Linked DNA regions of Mus musculus: all the other regions are linked to region 4. Evidence: chromatin contacts called from public Micro-C and promoter capture Hi-C data. All regions are on one chromosome and are shown on one strand. Each heading gives the region's core, a stretch centred on a gene start, on an enhancer-like site or on the middle of the called end of the contact. The rest is flanking DNA. Distances are from core to core; before and after follow the strand shown. Region 1 holds the start of Secisbp2 (SECIS binding protein 2). Region 2 holds the start of Gadd45g (growth arrest and DNA-damage-inducible 45 gamma). Region 3 holds the start of Sfxn1 (sideroflexin 1). Region 4 holds the start of Auh (AU RNA binding protein/enoyl-coenzyme A hydratase). Region 5 holds the start of Spin1 (spindlin 1). Region 6 holds the start of Sema4d (sema domain, immunoglobulin domain (Ig), transmembrane domain (TM) and short cytoplasmic domain, (semaphorin) 4D).

What was found. Promoter capture Hi-C pulls out the DNA fragments that hold promoters and counts their contacts. A called contact is a pair of places that touch in the nucleus more often than the background predicts.
Region 1: a contact with region 4 is called in a promoter capture Hi-C map of pre-B cells, with 4 times the contacts expected there. The contact joins the promoter of Secisbp2 here to the promoter of Auh in region 4. A contact is called at or near these places in 9 of 39 promoter capture datasets (the C10 cell line, HPC-7-derived erythroid cells, cranial neural crest and 5 more), 3 of 484 Hi-C or Micro-C datasets (CD4 T cells and pre-B cells), 2 of 115 datasets of contacts at active chromatin or transcription factors (embryonic stem cells and large pre-B cells) and 1 of 9 other capture datasets (liver).
Region 2: a contact with region 4 is called in a promoter capture Hi-C map of pre-B cells, with 11 times the contacts expected there. The contact joins the promoter of Gadd45g here to the promoter of Auh in region 4. A contact is called at or near these places in 12 of 39 promoter capture datasets (the C10 cell line, the HPC-7 cell line, HPC-7-derived erythroid cells and 7 more), 4 of 484 Hi-C or Micro-C datasets (B cells, the G1E-ER4 cell line and pre-B cells), 3 of 115 datasets of contacts at active chromatin or transcription factors (astrocytes, forebrain and large pre-B cells) and 2 of 9 other capture datasets (liver and pancreatic islet).
Region 3: a contact with region 4 is called in a Micro-C map of the G1E-ER4 cell line, with 3 times the contacts expected there. The contact joins the promoter of Sfxn1 here to the promoter of Auh in region 4. A contact is called at or near these places in 1 of 39 promoter capture datasets (liver) and 2 of 484 Hi-C or Micro-C datasets (both in the G1E-ER4 cell line).
Region 5: a promoter capture Hi-C map of pre-B cells shows a contact between it and region 4, with 2.1 times the contacts expected there. The contact joins the promoter of Spin1 here to the promoter of Auh in region 4. A contact is called at or near these places in 1 of 39 promoter capture datasets (pre-B cells) and 2 of 484 Hi-C or Micro-C datasets (CD4 T cells and CD8 T cells).
Region 6: a promoter capture Hi-C map of pre-B cells shows a contact between it and region 4, with 2.3 times the contacts expected there. The contact joins the promoter of Sema4d here to the promoter of Auh in region 4. A contact is called at or near these places in 3 of 39 promoter capture datasets (liver, neutrophils and pre-B cells) and 3 of 115 datasets of contacts at active chromatin or transcription factors (the 230-238 cell line, astrocytes and regulatory T cell precursor).

The regions. Positions count from the first base shown.
Region 1 is chr13:51,650,444-51,653,996 of GRCm38.p6, reverse strand. It overlaps Secisbp2 (SECIS binding protein 2), which reads right to left and starts at 2,289. Exons shown (of 17, transcript NM_029279.2): 1 at 2,177-2,289; 2 at 1,242-1,390. The coding sequence starts at 2,212. It overlaps Cks2 (CDC28 protein kinase regulatory subunit 2), which reads right to left. Exons shown (of 3, transcript NM_025415.3): 3 at 3,335-3,553.
Region 2 is chr13:51,844,999-51,848,844 of GRCm38.p6, reverse strand. Gadd45g (growth arrest and DNA-damage-inducible 45 gamma) reads right to left here and starts at 2,170. Exons shown (of 4, transcript NM_011817.2): 1 at 2,013-2,170; 2 at 1,392-1,493; 3 at 1,076-1,289; 4 at 370-976. The coding sequence starts at 2,065. The coding sequence ends at 866.
Region 3 is chr13:54,070,029-54,073,643 of GRCm38.p6, reverse strand. It overlaps Sfxn1 (sideroflexin 1), which reads right to left and starts at 1,799. Exons shown (of 11, transcript NM_027324.5): 1 at 1,712-1,799.
Region 4 is chr13:52,927,709-52,931,479 of GRCm38.p6, reverse strand. Auh (AU RNA binding protein/enoyl-coenzyme A hydratase) reads left to right here and starts at 1,803. Exons shown (of 10, transcript NM_016709.2): 1 at 1,803-2,025. The coding sequence starts at 1,839.
Region 5 is chr13:51,098,238-51,102,150 of GRCm38.p6, reverse strand. Spin1 (spindlin 1) reads right to left here and starts at 1,271. Exons shown (of 6, transcript NM_146043.4): 1 at 1,161-1,271. It overlaps 9430083A17Rik (RIKEN cDNA 9430083A17 gene), which reads left to right and starts at 1,424. Exons shown (of 1, transcript NR_029463.1): 1 at 1,424-3,913.
Region 6 is chr13:51,792,394-51,795,970 of GRCm38.p6, reverse strand. It overlaps Sema4d (sema domain, immunoglobulin domain (Ig), transmembrane domain (TM) and short cytoplasmic domain, (semaphorin) 4D), which reads left to right and starts at 2,293. Exons shown (of 16, transcript NM_013660.5): 1 at 2,293-2,474.

The DNA.
Region 1 (3,553 bases), core at 1,040-3,539, 1.3 Mb after region 4:
CACAGGCTTCCGCATGCAAGTGCACACATGTGCATTTACCACACATACCCCCCCCACATATGCACGCACACCCACCTACCCACCCACCCACCCACCCATCCAAACAGGACCTCTTTTTTTCTTCCTGCAAAGAATACTGCTGATTTTTTTTTTTCCGAGACAGGGTTTCTCTGTGTAGCCCTGGCTGTCCTGGAACTCACTCTGTAGACCAGGCTGGCCTCGAACGCAGAAATCCGCCTGCCTCTGTCTCCCAAGTGCCAGGATTAAAGGTGTGGGCCAAAACTGCCTGGCTACTGATAGAGTTGAACGAATGAACTAGGACCAGGGTAACAGAGCTCAACGGTAGATAGCCTTCATAAAACGCACAAGGCCGTGGCTTCCTCCTATGGCACCACAGAAAAGGTAATCTCAAGTAAAAAGTAAGTTCAGATGCCATGGCAGCACAGCAAGGGCATGCTCCCACAGTTTTGCAGCCGACTGCTGGTTTAGTACCTGACAGTGTCTCAGCAACCTAGACACAACAGCCGAAAGGCCATTCCCTTGGCTGAGGAGTTGCACTACAGCCTGCACAGTCTTCCTCCAGTCCTGCCCTTTCAGCCCCTCACATCCTGCACTATGCTGCCCAGAAGGCCAGAGTACAAAGAGGATCCTGCACACCACGGAGGCCAGGAGCCGTAAAAGATGGGCACCTTGGTAATTATTCAGTAGACTGGGGATTGACCCTGAGGCCTTGTGTTTGACAGAAAGAGCTGCACCACGGAGCTCTGTCACTGGAGACAGGGTCTCGCTAAGTTGTCCAGCCTGGCATGTTATCTATCTGATCCTTCATCCATCTGTCCTTTTCCCATTTACCCTTCCTTCTTGCCGTTTCTTTTCCCAATACAAATGTGAATTTGTTTGGTTCTGTCTTGCTTTGGTAGCTCTGAAGATCAAGCCCAGGGCCTGACAAATGGCAAAGCAGCATCCTCAGTCCCTACACGCGTGAACCAGTATCAACTGTAAACAAATGACCCTGCAACTGTACTTTCTAAGTTCCGTAGTGTCGGTCCCTTCCTGGATGAAGTTTTTGCACAGAATTTAGTCAGGCTACAGAGCCCAATCTTTGCTGGTTGAAGAGCCTCCTTTCCTCACCTGCAAGCCGTCCTGTAAGATGTTATGTATGTTTCAGTGTGTGAGGCTCTAATCACTACCTCTGGGAGAGAAACCCTCTGCATGAGGCAAGGCATCGAGAAAATACATACTCAGCTGCTGGTGGTTCCTGTACAAATGGATAGTAGGTGGCCGCACAGCCTGGGAAGACACGTGTCTCTGAGGACTCTGACCACGCCACGTTGAGCCCAGCAAACTTAGGGACGAATGGTTTGACATCAGCTGACAACTTGATGCTATCCTGAGGATGAGAGGGTGGGGATGGGCTTTAACGCTCCTGAGATTCGCCAAATGCCATCAAATACAAACCACAAGAAAGGTGCGCCATTCTGATAGGCCCATTGGTGATTACAAAGGTGCAGTGCAAAGACAAAAATGTGTTTGGCAACAATATCTCCCTGATGTTTTTATTATTAAAAAAAAAAAAAAGGTTACTGGACCTTACATGTGAAAAAAGGACAATGAATTAAAGTCGAAGGAAACCCCAACCTTGTTATATAACAAGAACCACAACTCGGAATGCTTCTGAGGATTTAAACTTGAAGATAGTTATTTTTACCTCTTCCATCTTTATACATGAGATATATAAGAACCCTGTACCTAGTGTCGCTAAACTATACCCAAAGGACGCTCAAAGTTATTATGTAAAACACACCGCTGACATTTATTGCCATCTAACTTCTCAACAAAAATCACCACATATTTCATCTGTAGTTAGTAAACCACACGGAACCTCTGAGAGAAAAATCATCCCACAGCCATGAGCCCTTGGAACGCAGAGTATGGGTTATTCTGACAACTTTTATCACCGCGTTTGGCCAATTTAGAGTGGATTTCTGGGACGGCCGGCGCGCCATCTAGCGGTCATGGCAGGCGCGGACGCGGGTGCGAGGTGCCCGAGGCCGTAGGTAGCCTATGTGTTATCATTTCGCTGGCCGAACCGTGAGAGGGTGGTCAAGCCCCCCATCCCCGAACCTCAGGCCCGGCGGCCCCGCGCGTGTGCCTAGACCCGCAGCCCGCCCCTTACCTCGCCGTCCGGCTCCCGCGGCCGCTCCGACGCCATGGCGGCCACGGAAGAGCCCGCGCCGTGAAGCTAGCGGCGCGCCTAACCAACGACTCAGCGTTTCCGCCTTCCTGCGCGGCGGCGCCAGGACGTACGTCACCGAGGCGCGACGGAGGCCTTCCCTGCCGGAAGTGCTCGGCGTCCCGGGCCTCCGGAGCCGCACGTGGAAGACTGGGGCAGCGACAGCTCTAGGGGGTGGCTTGTGGTGGGCCAGGAAGGGCGCGGCTGAGCTCTTACGTGGGGCGGGCTTGGTGATGTGACACTAGGGGAGGCCAGGCTCTGGGCGCCCGCACTGATGCAGTGCAGGAGGGAGACTCCTAGTAAGAGTGAGGCCGGCAGACCTGCTCAGTGGTGAGCTTCCAGGAGCATCTGCTCCTGTGGAGTTTCTAGTAGGATGTCATGGCGGGTGCCTGCAGGCAGATGAAGAACCTTGGAACTAAGAGGAGTCAAATGTTTAGCTATGTGAGACTTCTGCTGGGGCCTGGACAACAGGAAGCTCTCGCAAAACACAACTCCAAAATGAAACCAAGAGCACAGAAACAGGTCGAAGGACAGAAAAAGGTCGCCTGCAATGTGGGGGCATTTGGCAAACAGGCCTTGGAGTCAGTCTGTAGGGTTAGAATTAAACACCAGCCCTTTTTTTCAAGCAAGACACCAGTGCCAGTTCATGGTCAGTAGCCCTGTTAGGTCTAGTGTATCCCACACATGGAAGGCTGTGGCTCTGTAGTGTTTACTGTGTTCAATGAGAAATCACCCCTGCTAATGTCTAACTACAGTCTTGTTTCTGGCCACTCATACTTTTTTTTATGGCTATCCACTGATGTGTGCTTAATTTCTTGGTTCACACAAGATGCACGAATGTGGCACCTGAACTTTTAAGATACTTTTCTCTGAAACCACTAGACTTTTTGTAGACTTGTGGACACTATCAAGCGGTGGGTTTTTCTGTTCACTTGCAGAATCCAAAGTTATTTAGGAAGTAAACTGGCAATAAAGCTGTAATATCCTCATTTGGAGCTTAATATTTCTTTTTCAAGTATGTTTATTTTCTTATATTTCTTTTTCAAGTATGTTTATTTTCCCCAGGGGTAAAAATAATCAAGTCAAATTAATTTCAACAATGGTGATATAAATGCAATATACAAACTTTATTTAACAAAACAGGTAAAATAAAACAGGCATTTATATTAAGAAAAAACTACAAGAAACTATCTTGAACAACTTAAAACAACCCTACTTGCAGTTGCATTTGACTGAGCTCTGTTGCTGTGAAGAATACAGCGCATGCACAGGTATGGATGAAAGGTTTGTACACTTTTCAAGTATTCACTGAATACTACC
Region 2 (3,846 bases), core at 921-3,420, 1.1 Mb after region 4:
CCCGCAAGCTGTTCAGATAAGCAGCTGTCGAGGCAAAGGTGGGGGGAGGGGGCGGAGCGGGGGAGGGGAGGTACTGGAGGCAGAAGTCACTGTTATCGAATTGGATTGCAAGCCTGGAGCTCCTGCACCCGGATGCCTTATCAAGTATGCTCCTGTCTTGCAAGTTTGAAATCTTCCTGAAAGGCTCAAACAGTACTCTGGCCCAAGTTCTCCCGTTTACTACTCGCCTGCACCCCCTCCCCCACCGCCAGCCCCAGGAGGCTGCAGTTTCTTGCCCCAACAGAAAGGTGGTCCCAGGTGCCGTGAAACATCCTTTACCGCCGCCCCCTCCCCATTAGAATCCCCTACCCTCAATAAAAAGGCATTAAGTTTGTTTCAATAAGTTTATTGTGATATTCAAAGCTTCCACGATAGCGTCCTTTAGAAAATGAAAGCATTGCCCGGGATCCGTTTTTTGAAAGAGCAGTGCAGTCGGCTAAGTCCAGCTCGCTCCTGCAGTGGCCGCTCCTGCCGCTGTACCAAGTCCAGGCGGTCGCCTGCCTTTCTTTCCCCTCCTTTCACTGGAAGGCTGCTTGCTGAGTCACACCTGCCTCGCTGGTCGGTTCTTCCCGGCCCTGGGGCCAACGTCCTCGCCTAGGCCTTCCTGTGCTAGCAGCCTCTCCGGACACTGGCAGAGTCCTGGGCTCGGAACAAGGTGTCCCCGCTGCCGCCAGACCCCCTTCTTGGGAGGCCGCGCTCCTCGCTCTCCAGGCAACATCGCCTGCCAGTCTCCACGCGCACTCGAGCGCCCTCGGAGGGCCACTCCAGAGCCAGCAGCGCGCTAGAGTGTCACCAAGTCGATCAGACCAAGGTCCCTGCCAGGCTGTCACTCGGGAAGGGTGATGCTGGGCACCCAGTCGTTGAAGCTGCGGCTCTCCTCGCAGAACAAACTGAGCTTCTCCAAGGCAGGGTCCTTCCATGTGTCCTCATTAGGATTCTGAATTTAAAAAAAAAAAAAATACATGGGTCAGCCATGCTTGTCGTTGGCCAGGATGGTTTGGGGGACTGGCGTAGGGAAACAGTGGGGGACACTCACCGAAATGAGGATGCAATGCAGGTCTCCCGGCGCGCCCCCCTCTTCGTCGGCGCCCACGATCGCCGCCAGCCTCTGCACGTCTCCCACGCGCACGATATCAATGTCGTTCTCACAGCAGAACGCCTGAATCAACGTGAAATGGATCTGCAGCGCTATGTCGCCCTCATCTTCTTCATCGGCAGCCAGCACGCAAAAGGTCACATTGTCAGGGTCCCTGCAGAGCAGATGGGAAGGACAAGGTCAGAGTCGATGCCACCCCCAGGTCTCCGCGCCGCGCCAACCCCAATCCCTGCACGCGGGGCCTTTCTACACTCACACATTCAGGACTTTGGCGGACTCGTAGACGCCAGCGGTCAGACAGCCCTGGCGCTGCGCCGACAGCAGAAGTTCGTGCAGTGCTTTCCCGGCGCCCTGCATCCTGTGAAAGAACAAGCGCCGTGAGTGGGGACCAGCACGGGGACGCGACGGAGAGATCCCTGCCCTGACCTCCAAGTCCCAGCTGGCCCCTTAGCCTAGACCTGCCTGGCGCCAGCATTCCTGCCTCCCAACTCCAACCTGGCGCCCACACACCAGGATCCCCAGTCCCGACCTGGCGCCCACACACCCGGATCCCCAGTCCCGACCTGACGCCCACACCTCTGGCACCCTAGTCATGATCTGGCGCCCTCATTCCCCATCACCCAGTCTCGACCTGGCGCCTGCACTCCCAGTTCCCTACTTCTGATCTGGCGCCCGTATATCAGGCTCCCCAACTACGATCAGGTGCTGGCACCCCAAACTCTAGCTCTAGACACGAATCGAATGCAGTAATTCTGGTCCCGCGCCTCGGCACCTCACAGCCAGACAGTGCACGGCTCCCACCCTGCAAACTTCTATCCTAGAGGACCCTGTAAGACCACTACCAGACAAGGCCAACTCTCGGCACCCCAAAACCCACCTGGCTGTGCTTTCCGGAACTGTATCCTGGCCACGGACTTCTTCCAGAGTCATTGTGCGATCCACGAACAGCAAGTTATCCAAAAGAGTGCGGAGGGAACCCGAGCGCAGGTAAAGATTCCCAGAGTCCGATGCGCGCCCACCACCAGCGAGTGCGCCAGGCTGGGCCGGGAGAGCCCTTTTATAGACAGGCTCGGCGCGCCGCCGCCAGCTGGCGGGAGGCTGCACTCCCATTGGCCAGCGCCCGCTTTCTGATGCAAATGAGGCGGCAGGCCTGCGGCTCGTGCCAGAAGGCCACGTGGGGAGGGGTGCGGGGGATGACACAGCCTCAAATCTGCCGCTTTTGTCAGGGTGTTACCAGGCAGACTGGAGCCTGCAGATTTCATCTCGCCTTTCTTTTTTTGTAAGTCCTTAAAAGGAAAAAGTTTAAAAAAAAAGTACGTTGTTTGCTGATACGATACTGGAATTTGTAGAATGCACACTTGGAGAATGTAAAAGCCCCCTCTTTTTTTTTTTTTTTTTGCTCTTTTTTTTTTTTTTTTTTTTGCGACCTTTCTAATTTTTCCTCAATTTTCAGTTTGAAGTTTATAGGGTTGTTACATCGAAACCGAAACTTAAAGTCAAAGGTTTGCAACTGCAGCTGACATTAGGCCTAGGCTGCCACTAGGGACTCAGGACTCTGCGCCTTTCGGGGTCGCGGCTGCAAGGTCTAAGCCCTCCCATCCCCCACCCCTACCCCTAGCAGATCGCTGTGGGACGCGGGCAGCAGGGACCAGCAGATTGCTGCCGGCACACGCGGCTCGTTTGCATTTCTATACGGGGCACACAAAAGAGGAGGTCTGGCGTGTGGCAGTTCGCGGTGGGGACAATCGACGCTTTCTCTTTCATAGCAACACTGTCCACCTGCCGCCGGTGGGGTGGGCCGAGCCCCGTCGGGAGCCGGGGTCGCGGGGTTGCCCGGCGCGTGGGGGTCGGAGCAGCGTGCCGCTCCCCCGCCACTGGGTGCGCACCTCTTAGGCTTATTCTGACTGCTGGGATTCTGATGCACGCGTGCTAAGCTCGAGAGTGAGCTGTACACCAAGGCTACTGTGCCCCAAACCCCAGAGGTTCCGGGGTTCAGACTCCGGGAACTCGGCTGTTCCACATTGTTTTTCCCAGGGCGCCGCCTACCGGCCGACCTAGAAAAATCCAGATCCTCTCATCCACCCACCAAATATTGCCTCGCGTTGACCTCTCAGGGGGGTTTGAGCTGGGACACCCCAAGCACCGAGAACCCTGTGCTATTATGCGCATCATTTAGAATCAGGGTAACGCCTGCACCGGGCGCCCGGGCCTGGAGACCGAAAGGAGCCTGCCACCCAGGACCAAGAATCCGTTTGTCTTATGAGAATTTGAAATATTTCAACTACTTAAAAATGTTTCTTCAAGAGGTTCTTTTCTGATAACGTAATAAAATTAGAAGTGATCTTGAGAGCTTTCTGAACTTATCGTTTGTCCCGTGGGACCTGCACATCAGGCTTCCAGACTGCTCGCCCGCAGAACACGACACTGTGGGCGTCTGCGTCTCTCTGTGCTAACACAGAAAAGTGTGCTAGGGGACTTCTGGAGATTCTTGAGTGAAGCCTGGGAGACTGGATAGGGCAAAGGGCGTTCATGAAGCTTGCCAGACTGAGGCAAAACTCACACACACCCACACACCCACCCACACACACACACACACACAGACACACACACACACAGACACAGAGAGAGAGAGAGAGAGAGAGAGAGAGAGAGAGAGAAGAGAGAGAGAGAGAGAGAGAGAGAGAGAGAGAGAGAGAGAGAGTGGATTTTCT
Region 3 (3,615 bases), core at 550-3,049, 1.1 Mb before region 4:
AGGGGGGGGGGGGGCTGATGCCCTCTTCTGGCCTCTAAAGAGCACTTGCACCCAGACATATACTACATATATACTACTACTACTACTACTACTACTACTACTACTACTACTACTACTCCTCCTCCTCCTACACACACACACACACACACACACACACACACACACACACACACACAGTTTAGATAAAAGAGAAAGTGGCCCCACTGCTTTATGAGTCCTTTTGGCCTGGCTGTCTTCACAGCTTTCTTGGCAGAAGTTAGGAGGGGAAAGGGGATGCTTCCTCTCAGCCAGCTTTTGCTGCACACCCCGGGATAGTTTCACCAAACTTTTACAGAAAACTAAGCACAACTCTCTCCATTTTGCAGACCTTTGGCTGCACCCTTGAGTACACAGATGGAGCAATTCCTTATCAGAGCTGGGTGGGAATTAACAAACTCTTCCCAAACACTGTTATTGCTGTGAATGTGACAACCTCAGTCCTGGGAGGGGGGTGGGGTGGGGGGTGGGGAGGGGTGGCCTGAGGTTCTGGGACTTCCTGCTGAACTTCCATTTGTCCTCTAAACAGCTCTCCTTCACACAGCAAGCCTGAGTCCAGCATTCTAAGACCCACAAAGTCCTCTTCTTTACCTCAGTGCTCGCCTCTCTACTCCTGCCTCTGCCTGGAACAAGGACGGAGAGAAAAATCTAGGCAGTGGTTTTCAACCTTCCTAATGCTGTAGCCTTTAATACATGGTTTAGTGATTCCTCCAACTATGAAATTATTTCGTTGCCATTCCATAAACATAATTTTGCTACTGTTATGAATCGTCATGTAAACTTCTGATATGCAACCACAGTTGAGAGCTGCTGACTAGAGGCACCCAAAGTAGGTGCAGCAGATGAGGGATCAGGAGTGTGAGAAAACTATAAAGGGAGAGTCCCGGGTAAAGGCCCAAATTCTGAAATCCAGCAGAACTACGCTTTTCCACGAGGTCTCTCAATCGTCACATCGTCACTGAGGGACAAAGTGGAAACAATATATATACTCGGATTGCCTGGCTCTTCTCCCTGGCCAGCTGTGACACTTTAGGCAAGTTATTCAAGTTTTAATGCCTCAGTTTTCAAATCTGGATTATGGATTTGGCAGCATTGGATGAATACAAAAGTCAGAGATCTAACTCCGGAGGCACAGACCTTAGTGTGGTCATTGTCATTCTGGAGGCGGTTGAACCTGAGATGATCAGCAGGAACACGATGTGGGAGCTGAGGGTGAGGGTCCCACGGTTCTACCTGGGACACTTCGGTCCCTTGAAGAGATTAAGAGCTGGAGGTCGGCCACCAAGTGATCTCCACGCGGACCTCCGGGTCCCAGCTACTAAGAGCCACCTGGTCACCTGGCAATTGCGCGCGCCCATCCTCGTGGAGACAGTCCCCTGGCAGCCATCTTGGCCGCCTGCACCCAGCATGTTTCGTCACGCGGTGGCTAGGGACGCGTGGCACGGTGCGTGATGCTCCCCTTTCACATCTGTTCCACAAGATCAGTTCCACGCTGAGGCCTCCCTAGCCCCAGTCTAGAGCTGCGGACTCACGAGGTCCCGGGCGTACGTAACCCGCCTCAGGCATACCCCAGCGCGCACAGTGGACCCTACTGGGTCCCCTGCAGCCCCCGAGATTGCGCCATCCCGCGCGCCTCCGGCTCCCCGCGCGCGCTCCGCAGCCCCCCGCCACTCACCGCCTACCCGGCCGCCACCCGCGCCGCTCGGTCCCGTTCGGCGCCGCCTCCAGCTGCCGGAAGCGCCGCGGCCCCGCGCGCCGCCCCCAGGAGCGCGGCCACGACGCGCGCTCACGACGCGCGGCCCCGCCCAGAGGTTCCTGCCTCTGCCTCGGTGTCATTCATGGCTTTGGCTGCTGAGCTCCGCAGTCTGCGCACGCCCCATGTGCCCGCGCTTCTGCTTCTGGCCACACTGAGAACTCCTAAGTTCATCTTAGCCGCAGCCCGGGTCAATGCCACTGTTTTTCAATTTGGTTTTTTTTAGAAGACCACCCATCATCATTGTTCCTCCATTCATTTGGGCTAATGCTTCTTTTTTTTTTTTTTTTTTTTTTTCCATTTTTTATTAGGTATTTTTTTTTTTTTTTTTTTTTAAAGATTTATTTATTTACTATATGTAAGTACACTGTAGCTGTCCTCAGATACTCCAGAAGAAGGCATCAGATTTCGTTACAGATGGTTGTGAGCCACCATGTGGTTGCTGGGATTTGAACTCGGGACCTTCGAAAGAGCAGTCGGCGCTCTTAACCACTGAGCCATCTCGCCAGCCCCTAATGCTTCTTAAAATGGGGGAGCTTGGCACAGCCAGCCCTCTAAGAAAAACTAGACAATACAAGTGCCACCTTCAAAAGAGTCACTGGCTGCTGGACAGAGATGGGACCATAGGGGAGGTGCAGACCAGAGGTCATGAGCTTAGTCAGGTTGGACCTGGTTAGACCAGGTTGGACGATGAGGAGAGAAGCATAGAATCTCGGACGCATTCTGAAGGCCAGCACAATACAACAAATAACGAATTGCATTCTCTGCACAGGTAGATAAATCCCCTCCCCCTTTTTTTAAAGACAGAAATTCTACCCCAAATAACCTCTACAAGCAATGAGATTCCGAACTGAATTTGGATTCTGTGTGTGTGCGCTCACACACACGCGCGCCCATTGAGTGTGTCTGTCTGTATCCCAATAAGGTGACTGTAAAACGTATATGAGAAAACAAAGAGCCCAAAACAGCTAAAACACTTTGAAGGAGTAGATTGTCCTACAGTTACAAACACAGAAGAATGGTAAAAAAGAAAGGATGTGTTTGTACCAGAATCAATGAGGAGCTCCATCCAGCCAATCAGACATCCAGGACAGGCTGAAAAAAAAGGTCACCAGAGGGGAACATGGGGGGTGGGAGTGGGGATCAGGCTTCTACCTTTAGGGGCTTCTACTGTGGGAGACTGGCCCAGAAGGCCCTACTAACATTGTAAAGAAAAGCAGTGCTCCTTCTGAGTGTGGATGATGTGACCAAGGCCACACTGATCAAATTAAATACCCATAGGTCTAAAAGAGCTGTTGCCTTGGAGCCTTCTGATCCACTGCTTCAAGCTCCAGCTGCCTTGACTTCCACTGGGTGATGGACTGTGCTTTCCAACTGTGACCTAAGATAAACTCCTCCTTCCCTTGGGTGGCTTTTGTTGGGATGTTTTATCACAGCAACAGAAAAAGAAACCAAGACAGTCCCCACATTAAAAACTGGTCTAAGCCAAGAAGATAGTTTGTCTGTTACTGCTTTGTCCCATTGCACCGTGCTCGTTAAACATGTCCCTTTATACCTAGTACTGTCTTGCGTGAATTCTTTTACTGCCCAACCTCCCCACCATACCTGTGGCTCCTGAATATACTGCATCACAAGGCAGTAGGATACACTGCCTTAGACAACAGAAAACTAACTCAATTGCAAGTGAATTCATAAAACAAACATGGAGAGCAGAGCTTGGAGCAATATTTCTCAGACATTTTCAATGGTATTCATTATACTCAGAACTTCCATATGTCCTTAGTCTGATTCTAAAGCAGACTGAAAAAGGACTGAGAGAGAAAGCA
Region 4 (3,771 bases), core at 554-3,053:
TGCAATGAAGTCTTATAATTTGATGTTGTCTCTGCATCTGTCTTGGACATGAACTCACCTCTCTTACCGCTGAGGTGGGCCCCAGTCACCCTGATGCAGTTGGTTTTCAGTTCTCTGCCTCCCTGGTTCTTAATTTGCTCAATTTGGATGTCTGTCTTGCCTTCACTGGGAGAGCCTGAAGCACTGTCCTCACTGATTGTCACACCCTATGTTGACTGCCAGGGAGGCAGGGAGGCAGGGATGCAGAGAGGCAGGGATGCAGGGATGCAGGGAGGCAGGGATGCAGGGAGGCAGGGATGCAGGGAGGCAGGGAGGCAGGGAAGCAGGGAGGCAGGGATGCAGGGATGACCCTCTCACCATAGCCGGACTCCAGGGGCTTGCTCTAAACCCACCAATTAGAAGCCACCATGCTGGCTGGCTTTCATCCTTAATCAAGTGCTCTCTCTCCCTACTCCCTCTTCCTCTTGCTCCTTTCTCCTCCCTTCTCCCCCCACCCCTATCTCTCCCACTAGTTGGCCTCCCTTTTACCCCGACACCTCCTTTCTGCCTAGAAATTTCAAAACTAAGTTGGAGAAACAGTAACAGTAACAATCTCAACGCTTAGCGAAAGGAACATTGCGATTAGAAAAAAAGACACAATGTAACTTTCAAGAGCAACAACCTCCCCAGCGAGCAGACACTCAGGATTCCACTGGCTCTCTTCCGTTTGGACCAAAGCCAGCAGGCAGAACACCGAAGGGACATGTGCTTCGGACGTTGAAGGTAATTATACAGAATCTCTTTTTCTTTCTTTTTAAAATAGTGATTTCTTTTTCTGGGCTTTAGTGGTCTGCCTGCTTGTTTGCGTGAGGGTGCCAGATCCTCTGGAACTTGATTTACAGACAACTTTGTGCTGCCATGCAGGTGTGGGGAATTGAACTTGGGGGTCCTCCGGAAGAGCAGCAAGTGCTCTTTACCACTGAGCCATCTCTCTAGTCCTTATACCGGAATTTATATGGCCAGAGTGTAATTTGCTTGTCTGGAAGGACAGGGAATACTCTAAGGAGACATTCTATCTCTTCCTTTAGATTCAGACTAGGAAGGCTCGCTCCTCAGGGAACTGGAAAACCTCCACTCCCAACCCCCCCCCCGCCCCCCCCCCCAGTGGAGAAGGAAAAGCTTAAATTTCTCACAGATAGTGCTGGGTCAAAGATGAAAGGGACCACACATTAACTTGGGCCTGGCTATGCATGATTTTGGTTCTCTACTTCAACTTGTGTGAGGCTTCTGTCTAAAGATAAGTTCCTCCTCTGACTGGTCCTAAACTTCCCCATCTTCACCTGGGATTCAGGGAAGAGAGGAGGGAGTCCCCACTGTTTTTTTTTTTTTTTTTTTCTTTTTGAGACAGGGTTTCTCTGTCTCTGTCAGACCAGGCTGGCCTCTGCCTCCCAAGTGCTGGGACTAAAGGTGTGTGCCACCACCGCCAGGTGGGAGTCCCCACTGTTAAAGACCTTGTGGATTTTAACAATCTGATGATACACAGAGGAGGGGAACAAGGGTCTGTCTTTCGAGTATCTTCCTTCCTTCCGGGATGGTCAGTCACAAGCCTACTATGGACCAAGTGCATGGAGGCAAGACCCTCTTGTCCTCTTCATTTAAGCGTTTCCACACTTTAAAGATGCCTCTCCTTCTCTGAGCTGGCAAAACATTAATGCTACCCGGGCGGCCGAGGTAAAGAGTGCCTGGGAGGGGCCAGACAACGAGGGGCGGGGCCAAAGCGACCGACGCCTGTCGTGTGCGTGCGCGGCTCCAAGCGGGGGGCGGAGCCTGGCCGCGGGCGCCCGCTGTAAACATACAACATGGCGGCGGCGGCTCCAGGCGCTCTGGGCGCCTTGAGAACGGTTGGCGTCCGCCTGGTGGCCGCGTGCTGCGCGCGGCTCGGCCCCGCGGCCTGGGCTAGGGGTACCGCCCCGAGGAGGGGCTACAGCTCGGAGGTGAAGACGGAGGATGAGTTGCGCGTGCGGCACCTGGAGGAGGAGAACCGAGGTGAGCTGCAGGCAAGCGCGGGCGAGGCCGCGGAGGTCTGCCCCGGCTGTCACTGCGTCCCCGAGGGTACGGTGGCCTTCCGGGTTCAGCCTGCTCAGTGATGATGCTCGCGCCTGGGGTCTCTCCAGCCAAGGTCAATGCGGAGCGTGTAGTACAGGGCCAGGGTTGCTTCTTGCTGTGTAATAGCTCCCTGCTACCCCAGGCGTCAGTGCGAGAGTTGTAGGAGCTGCAGCGGGGATGCCTTTTTATTACTCGAGAGAAGCTTAAATTAGAAGCATTCTTTTGCACATATTATCTCGGAGAGTTAGTTTTGGGGGGCTGTTGCACTTCACTTAAAGAATTTTGAACGCTTTTTAAATTTTTTGCCTTGCTGAGCTCCGTGGGGGGTAAATAATGAGGCTATTCATCTTGCCCTTGGGCTGATTACAGTGGGAGGAGACAGATATATTAGTGCATGGCAAAGGGTGGAAAGCTATGAAAAGGTAAGATGCAGAGGAATATTGAGTTTCCTTTAGTTGCAGTGTCGGCTTAACTATAGTGATTGAGAAGGTGGAAGAACGTATTGCCCAAGAAGGAAGAGAGGACCACTGAATGCATTTTGACATCCATTTATTGGATGCTGGAATCTGTTAAGAAGTGGAAAATAAGTCAGTATGGCTGTCTTTTTAGAAGCTCTCCTGTGTATTGAAGGTCAGATGACGCTTGCTTCAAGGCTTGTTGAGAACCCCGAAATGCCTGCAGGGTTTATCTCTCACTGTTATAACCTAGGCTGCCCTGGAAGTTAAGATCCCCAGATTTAAGAGTGCTGGGATCACAGGGCTGAACCACAGTGTCTACTCCAAGGCATTCTGTAGGCAACACGAGACTGACAGTTCTGACGCAAAGTTCCCTGTGCTCCACCCATCGAATATATCAAGCAGAATGATAGGCACTCCATGAGGTGGTTGTGGAGATGGGAAGGATACTGTGTATTGAGGGTTGAGCAGCCTCTGCAGGGCGCTCAGAAGTATGCGGAGTCATTTTGTTTCTTGCACGTTCAAGCCTTCTGAGACAGCGGAATGGTCAAAATGATGGAGATATTTATTTGGGAAATGACAGAAGACAAGTATGGTGTGACAGAGTTGTAGGAAGCTAAGCTGGGGCCTTAGAGGCCTGGAATCATTAAAGCCTTGGATGCCAGTCTTTTTGGGTAAGCTTAGTTTTGCTGGCGTTTCAGTTATGTTATATGCTCCGGGGGTGTGTTACTTATGAAGGGGTTGGGAGCGTTGTTAGCTGTATGTATATGCTTTAGTGGGTGTTCGTGTGTGTTTGTACGCACATTCACACAGAACTTCCTGGAAGTCTTTAAGTTGGGATGCGATTGGACTGCAGGGGAAGATACAGCCCTTGGAAGATTATTTAATATTTCGATAAACTGTAATGTTTATCTTGAAGGCAGATATCAGTAATTAGGACATCCTGGCCTAACGACTGACCCAGCATCCTTTTGAGGATTGGCAGAAGTGACGGTGCAGGCTTTGCTTTCTTTTTATGTCTGAGCCAACTTATAAGTAGTGCAGAGGAAGATGCGGGAGCCAGGGTACTGCAGATGGAGTCTCTGAAAGGTGGGTGGTACAGGGACACTGAATCAGATTGTCACTGGTTTAGTTACTAGTGGCTTGCCATGGACAGACAGACAGACAGACAGACAGACAGCAAACAGCATGGCAGGGACTCAGGAGAGTTCAAGCCTTGGCTCCAGAGACA
Region 5 (3,913 bases), core at 22-2,521, 1.8 Mb after region 4:
ACGTTTTTATAAACATAGCAGGCTACGTTAATACACAATTACCAAATCTGATAACGGACATCCTGTAAATCGTGTTCACCCATTAACTAATACTGAAGGGGTTAAAAAGGCTAAAGATGTGCCTCTTCTATCTTTCCAAAATTTCACCACCTCAGAAGTGCGCTCAGGATGTATAGGTAAAAAAACGTCTAAGATCCGGTTTCATTTTCACTCTCTAACAAAAGCTATGCAGAAGGCAATTACTCTCCATCAATCCTTTCAGGCTGCAGCTTCTTCCAGAAAATTCCAAGGAAAGTTAGTGAGGCATTCGCATTTCGATACGGATACCATCTTTCTCGCTAGTCACACTAAAATCCTTTACAACACTTGAACGAATCTTGTATTGCTTTTGGATGTACACGATAAATAAACAAGCCTTTAAACCAGAAGTAAGACTGCACGCGCGCGCGCACACACACACACACACACAGAGAGAAAAATCCTTACAAAACCCGAAACCCAATTCATAGACCATCGAAACCAAATCAATATAAAAACAATTGCGTAAACAAACTTTGAGATGCGCAGGCAACGTCGTGGATGACTGAAGCCATTTCTCAACCCGACACCCCCCGCCTCCCGGAAAGGCCCAGAACGCACCATCCGTGCAGGAAGCCGCCAGGGACCGCGACCCCCGGCGCTGCGCAGTATCCGCACCGCACATCTATCGGGCGCATTCGGGGAGGCAAACCCAAGGTCACGCAGGCCCGCGCCCCGAGCCCCCCAGGCAGGGCGTCACCGGGATGACCCGTCGCGGGGGTCCCGCCACGCCCCTCCCCCGCCCGGTTACGCAATGCCCCCGCCCCCGCCCCCCGCCCGGCACGGAACAAAGCGCGCGGGAAGCGGCCGCGGGGCTGGGGCAGGGACCCCGCGAGCGCCATGTTGGCGGGGGCGGCGGGGACCGGGCGGGGGCGACGAACAAAGGAACTCGCGCACGCCCCGGCCCCAGCCCGCCGCGCCCCGGCCCCACCGAGCCCGGCCGGCAGGGGGCGCTGAGGGGCGCCGCCCGCGGACAATGCGCCCGGGGCCCCGCGGGCTATGCTCACCTGGGTCCGCGCGCCGTGAGAGGCCCACTCGCTTCCCCCCTCACGGCCCTGCAGCCAGCCCCACGCGCGTCTCACCTGTCGGCCACCGAGGCTGCCCACGGGGCCGCCGTGGTTCGCTCGTGCTCCCCGCCGGCCCAGCCCGAGCCAGACGGCGCCTCCCCACCCCCGCTCCTCGCCGCGGCCGCCGCCCGCCCCCCGGCCGCCACGGCGCACGCGCACTGCGCCCGCCGAACTGCGACGGCCGCGCCGCCCCGGCGCCCGGCGCCGCCGGACGCACTGCGCAGGCGCGGGTGGGAGGCGGGCCCTGGCGGCGGGGGCGGGGCCTGGCGCTGCTCACCTGGAGGGTGGGGCGCGCACCCGGAGCGGCGAGGTACACGCTGGGGAGCCGCGGGCCTGGCGTAGAGCCGGCCTCTCTTACAAGCGGAGCAGGGTCGGGAAGACGAACGGAGAGTAGCGGGCGTTGGTATTTACTCTTGCACGGGAGGACGGCTTCCAGGAGCTATCCTGACTCTTTGTCCTGGGACCTTACGTCTGCTGTCTCGGGTAGCTGCCTGGCTAGCTGCGGAGATGCAGGAGGCTAGGTCACATGACCGTGCGCCGCGCAGGTGCACTTTCCTGCGGAGCAGCAGCTTTGGACTGCAGGACGCGAGCCCTTTAAAAATATGGATAGGCTCCCCCATGCTCCCTTGAAGACACACCGCCTTGCTGTACGCCGCACTGCGCAGTGGCTGAGGAACTAGGCTCAGCTTGCAAAGCTCAGGGCCTCCTGCGAACACCTGCTGAGGGTGGCTGCTGCAAACACCTAGCCTTGGCCTAGCTGCAGCCGCTGCTCTAGAAGTCACCCCGGGCTCCTCGCGAGGCTGCAAGCCAAGACTTCCCACGATCGCACGAGAATCCGTGCGACTCTGGTTCCAGTTAAGATCGCCTATTGAGGATCTGTTTGGCTGTGGGCAAGGAAAGAGAGAAAAAGAAAACGTCCGGGATGGTTTGGTTTGAGGGGAAGTGAAATACGGGACCTGAAGCTTCGTCTGGGTCTCCTTCCCTCCTTTAACCCAGTGTCTGGATCCAGGCGGTCACCGACCTGGTTCCTCGAGTGCTGTAGCACTGCCGCATTGTAATAAGCCTCCTGCCAGAGTGTTGCCAGGTCGAATTACAAGACGTTATTGGAAAGCCCTTTGCGCACTCCAAACCTGCAGCACGGCTCTTAGTTCGCTGTGCTCTTTGGGATTCCATTGGCACTTTTTTTTTTTTTTTCAAAATAAGATTGATATGTGCCTGCTCAAATTAAAATGCTTGTCTCAGATGACATTCTTGGCAGGAGCAACGTAGTCACAGACCGAAGAGAGGGCTAATTTCAGTAGAGATGCAGCCAGCCTGGAGATCACTGAGAGAAGATTAGCTTTTGTTGTGTTTAATGTTTGATCGTGGAGGCTGACAGGAACAAGGAAGGGTGTGATAGGGAAGGAGGCTGGAGTGACAGTATGGAACACTTCCGTTTCCTTGGTGACACGCCTGGTTTTTTTTGGTTTGTTTTTTTTTTTCTGTTCTCTAGAGGAACAGAACTTACAAAATGAATATATACATATGGAAAGAGTATGTATTAGAATACCTCACAGGCTTTGATCAAGTTAGTCCAGCAATGGCTGTCTACCCACAGAAGGTCCAGGAATTCAGTAGTTGTTCAGTACTGAAAGCTGAATGTCTCATCTGGTCTTCAGCATACGCTGGAATCTCAAGCAGGCTATAATGTGAGTGAAGGAATGGACTTGCTAGTGAGACAGCAAAGAGCAAAAACTTCCTTATTCCGTGTCCTTTAAATAAGCTGCCAACAAGTGTGCCCCAGATTAAAGGTATGTCTTCCTACCTCAGAAGATCCACATTAACCGTGTCTCTTCCCACCTCAAAAGGTCTGGATTAAAGGTATATTTTTTTTACCTCAAAGATCCATATCAAATGGTTTAATTAAGCAGAAATCCATCACTGGTGGGCCCATCCATTTTGGAGTTTTGATTCCTGATGTCAAGTTGACAAAAATGGCCTTCACATCTGCCTAGCACTTACTGACATTTTGGGACCTGGTAACTTGGGGAAAAGAGTATTGGGTTGTTTTGCTTGAACCAGGGCCTCACTATCTAGCTGGGTAAGCCCACGCAGGCCTGTAATTTAAGGTCTTCCTGTGTAAGCCTCCCCAATACCTGGCCTCGTGCATGGTAGGGCATTTGGTGTCATCCTTGGCTTCTACCTATCTGAGGCCACTTGCAGACCCAACTGACCAATCAACCCTTCAAGCCTTGCTTTCTCCCACTTCTTCACAACCTCAGGTTTAAATTTGCCTCGACTGATGGTCTCCAGCAACCTGTCAAAAATAACACGGGCTACATTCTAGATTTATGAATGCCTAAATTGGACTCAGGGACAGAGTTGGTTTTTGTTTTTAAGATGAGGTCTCATATAGCTCAGGCTGGTCAGAACTTTTATACAGCCAAAGACAATCCTGAACACCATTCTCGTCCACCTGCCGCTCTCCTACCAAGAGCTGGGGTGGCAAGCACATACCAGCTCACAGATCAAATTGCTGGGCAGTGGTGGTGCCGTGCTGTGTGTCTCAGCACTCGGAAGTGAAGGCAGGTAGATTTCTGAGTTCAAGGCCAGTCTGCTCTACATAGAGTGGCCCTGTCTTAAAAAACAAAACAGGAAAAAAGAAAAAAAAAAGTTCTTCGGACTTGGCAGCAAATGCTTTTATCTCTGCTGGCTTCAAAAACATTTCTGTGTAGCTAAAGCAAATGCAACAACTAGTGAATCCAAGTGATAGGTCTGTTAATTGTCCC
Region 6 (3,577 bases), core at 1,044-3,543, 1.1 Mb after region 4:
CCTATGATGATAAATGAGAGTCTCTTTCATCTCTGTAACACTTACATTTGTGTGTCAGCATCCTAGGTGTATCTTCCTTCCTGGGATATAGGATGCTGTTAAATAAGCCTAGGACTAACCTGTCCCTGCAGCACTGTGGTCCCTATAAGACCAAGACAGTGGTGGACCAACACTCAGAATCGGAAGAGAGGTTGGAGACGCATCCTCTCTGTTTCTTTGGAATGGTCACCATCACAGAACTGGGAGGCAGAACTCAACAAACTTTACCCACTGTTCCCTGGCCAGGGAATTTTCTTCAGGGTAGATCTACCTGTCAGTGCTTGGATCAGAGAGTGGAATAGGTCAAGGTCTCTCACCTGTTTCTCTCATGGAACTCATTAGAGAACTGAGGCCCATGCCAGGAGTGGTGGCGCACGCCTTTAATCCCAGCACTGTGGAGGCAGAGGCAGGCGGATTTCTGAGTTCGAGGCCAGCCTGGTCTACAGAGTGAGTTCCAGGACTGGCAGGGATACACAGAGGAACTCTGTCTCAAAAAAACAAACAAAAACCACCACCACCAACAACAACAAAAAAAGAGAACTGAGGCCCAAGGTCAACTTGGAAGCAAGCCCCCAGCTGAGTTTTGTCAGGTTCTAGATTCAATGCAGGTTATGAGCCCCCCTAGAGCACTGGTCGGCAACCTTCCTGATGCTGTGACCCTGTGATAGTGTTCCTCCTGTTGTGATGGCTCCCCAACCATAAAATTAGTTTTGTTGCTACTTTGTAACTGTAATTTTGCTACTGTTATGAATTATAATGTAAATATCTGTGTTCTCCAATGGTCTTAGGTGACCCCTGTGAACAAGACCTTCGAATTCCCACCCTCAAAGGGTTCTTGACCCACAGGTTGAGAAACACAGCCCTAGAGCAAAGACAACCGACCCTCCTCTGGTTGGTTCTACTGTTTTGACCTCTAGTAGGCCTATTGTGCTCTCTGAGCCAGCACTGACTGGCACACCTAACCTGAAGAAGCTTCCTGGTTCTTTCTAGGACCTTCTATCCTTTAGGAAGGGCTTGCTCAGTTTAACTGCTGTCAGCTGCCTGCCTTCCCAACAGCCTCATCCCTGCTGGAAGCCCCTAAGGGCCTTCTGGAATTCAGGAAGCCACCAGTCTGCCTAGAGACTGGTCTTGATCTATTTCTTGGTTCTTCCGGCAGGTTCATTAAGGAACTGGGTTTCCTTTTAGGGAGGGACTGTGTCTCTGGGCAGCACTTCCCACCTGGCCAGTTACTGTGTGAACTGAGGGTCACTTCTCCCTTCAAGGGCAGAAAAGGACATGCCCTGTGGCTGCAGTGTGTGTGTGTGTCTGTGTGTGTGTACCCATGCAATATGCCATGAGGTCAACCCAGGTGTTGTCCACTTAGTTTTAGGAGACAGGGTCCCTTACTGAAATCTGAGTCTGACTTCGGATTAAGTAAGGCAGGCTGGCTGGCCAGTGAACTCCATCCAGGGTTCCACCAATAGTCTCTGCCTCAACACTGGGATTACAACAAAGCACCACTGTCTGGGTTTTTTTTTAATCATAGGTTCTGGAGCACCAACCTCAGAAAGCATGTTAAGGACCTGGCTATGTCTACCCTTTGTACCAACCAACTTCGGAAGGCCCAGAATTAGTTAGAAATGTATCTCATCGGGAGCTGCATACAGGAAGCCTTGGTCCATGGGAAGAACCACCCACACCTTGCATTGAGAACCCCAAAGGGTCTATCCTAGATCATAAAGGTAAGAGCCCAGCATCTCTGGGGTCAACGCTGGTGACCCCAGAGCATGGGGCACAGGAGACTTTGGGGACCTGGACGAGCAGGCTGGATCATTAGGAGGCTGAAAGGATCAAAAGGCTCCTTTTGCTGGTAATCTCCTCTGTTTTCAAGAGACCAGACTTGGGTAGGAAAGAGCCCCTGGGGTCTGGACCATGGGGCTTTGGGGGATGGGGGACGGGGGGGGGGGGACACGGGGGAAGAGGACGAGGGAGTTGGATGAAAAGAGGAAGAGGTGGTGGAAGGTAAATGGGGAAGGAAAGGAAGGGAGGGAGAAAGGAAACAAGAGGGGAGCAGGAGAAAAAGACTGGGGTAGGTGAAGACAGGGGCGGGGCGCGGGAGGGCAAGGAAGAAGGGAGAGAGGTTGGGGTGAGAGGAGGGACTAGGAGGAAGGGGGAGGGGCGAAGGGAGGGAAGAGACGGGAGGGGGAGGGGAGGAGGCGGGAAGGGAGGGAGAGGGGGTGGGGCCTGCACGCTAGCCCCGCGCCCTCCTTCCCCACGCCGGCCTCCGCTCCCTCTCGCGCCGCAGCATCTCCGCGCGTCTCCCGGCCTCCCCGACTCAAGCTCCTGGCGCCGTTCGCCTCTGTCGTCGCTGCCACCAACGCCGCCGCCATTCTTGGCGCGGAGCTGGCCTGGCCAGCCCCCGCCGAGAGCCTCCGCGGGTCGGACGCGCGCTCCAGGTAAGCGACTGGGCCGGCGCGGGAGGAGCGCGCGCGGGGTTGGGCAGGTGCGCGGAGCGCGGCGAGCCCCCGCGGTAAACCTAGGAACCCTGTTGGAGCCTCTCCTGCGACCCCCTCGGGGCTCCCAGGATCCCTCTCCGAGCTTCTTCCCCAGGTTCTCCCACACCGCTAGGACCTAGTCTGCATTCCCACCTGGATGCCCCCGGACTCCCTCTGCGTTCGCATCAGGATCCTTTGGGTCCCCTCTGAGTCCCATCCGGATTCCTCACCCCCCTCTACATTTCCACCGCGTTTTCCAGACCCTCTCTGCAGTTCCACCCCAGCCCGGATCTCTCTCCGGCGTCCCTTCCCTAGCTCCCGCCAGGCCCTGGCAGGCAGGTGGCTGGAGCAGGGACACGGGACAGGCAGCGGATGCGACTTGACCAGCCAGGCCCTGCACGCTGGGACCCCCGGGTGCTGACTCCTTGATCGGTGCCTCCCAGGTCAGGCCCGGTGCCCGTAGCCGGGCTCCCAGCCCCGGCCTAACCAGCTTCTATTTCGGTCTCCCAGGCCTTGGCTCGGGTGCACCGGATGTGGCGCGGTGCACTCAGACAGGTGCGGCCGCGGTGAGGTTGCCACCGCCGGGCAGTGGGCACTGCAAGGCGGTGGCTTCCTGGAAGATTCGGGCTGCGTTATTCTAGAACCGCCCGGAACCACCACCAGCTTTAGCTCGAGCTGCACCTGTTGCTGGCGCCCGATGATTTGCAGGGGGCTGGTTCTGTTGGGGCTCAGCCAGTTATGGCTTGGGGAAAAAAATCAGCCAAAAAACAAAACAGCGCTGAGCACGTAGCTGCCCTCTATATGTTTTCTGTTTAGTCTCTCTGTGGGTGAATGTGGAGTTTTGGCTTTCAATGAAGCATGTGGTGAAGGCCTGCCCCTACATACTGGGTCATTTGCCACATGAACTTGTCCTGCTTTTGTTTTGAAAACCCTCACTGTGTGGAGCACAGCCCAGGCCCGTGGGTGGCCCAACCTCTCACTGGACTGGGGGCCTGTAGCCAGCCATCTGACCCAGCTGTGGGTCTACCAGGCGCTACCAAACGGAAGTTTCCTTCCCAGGAGGG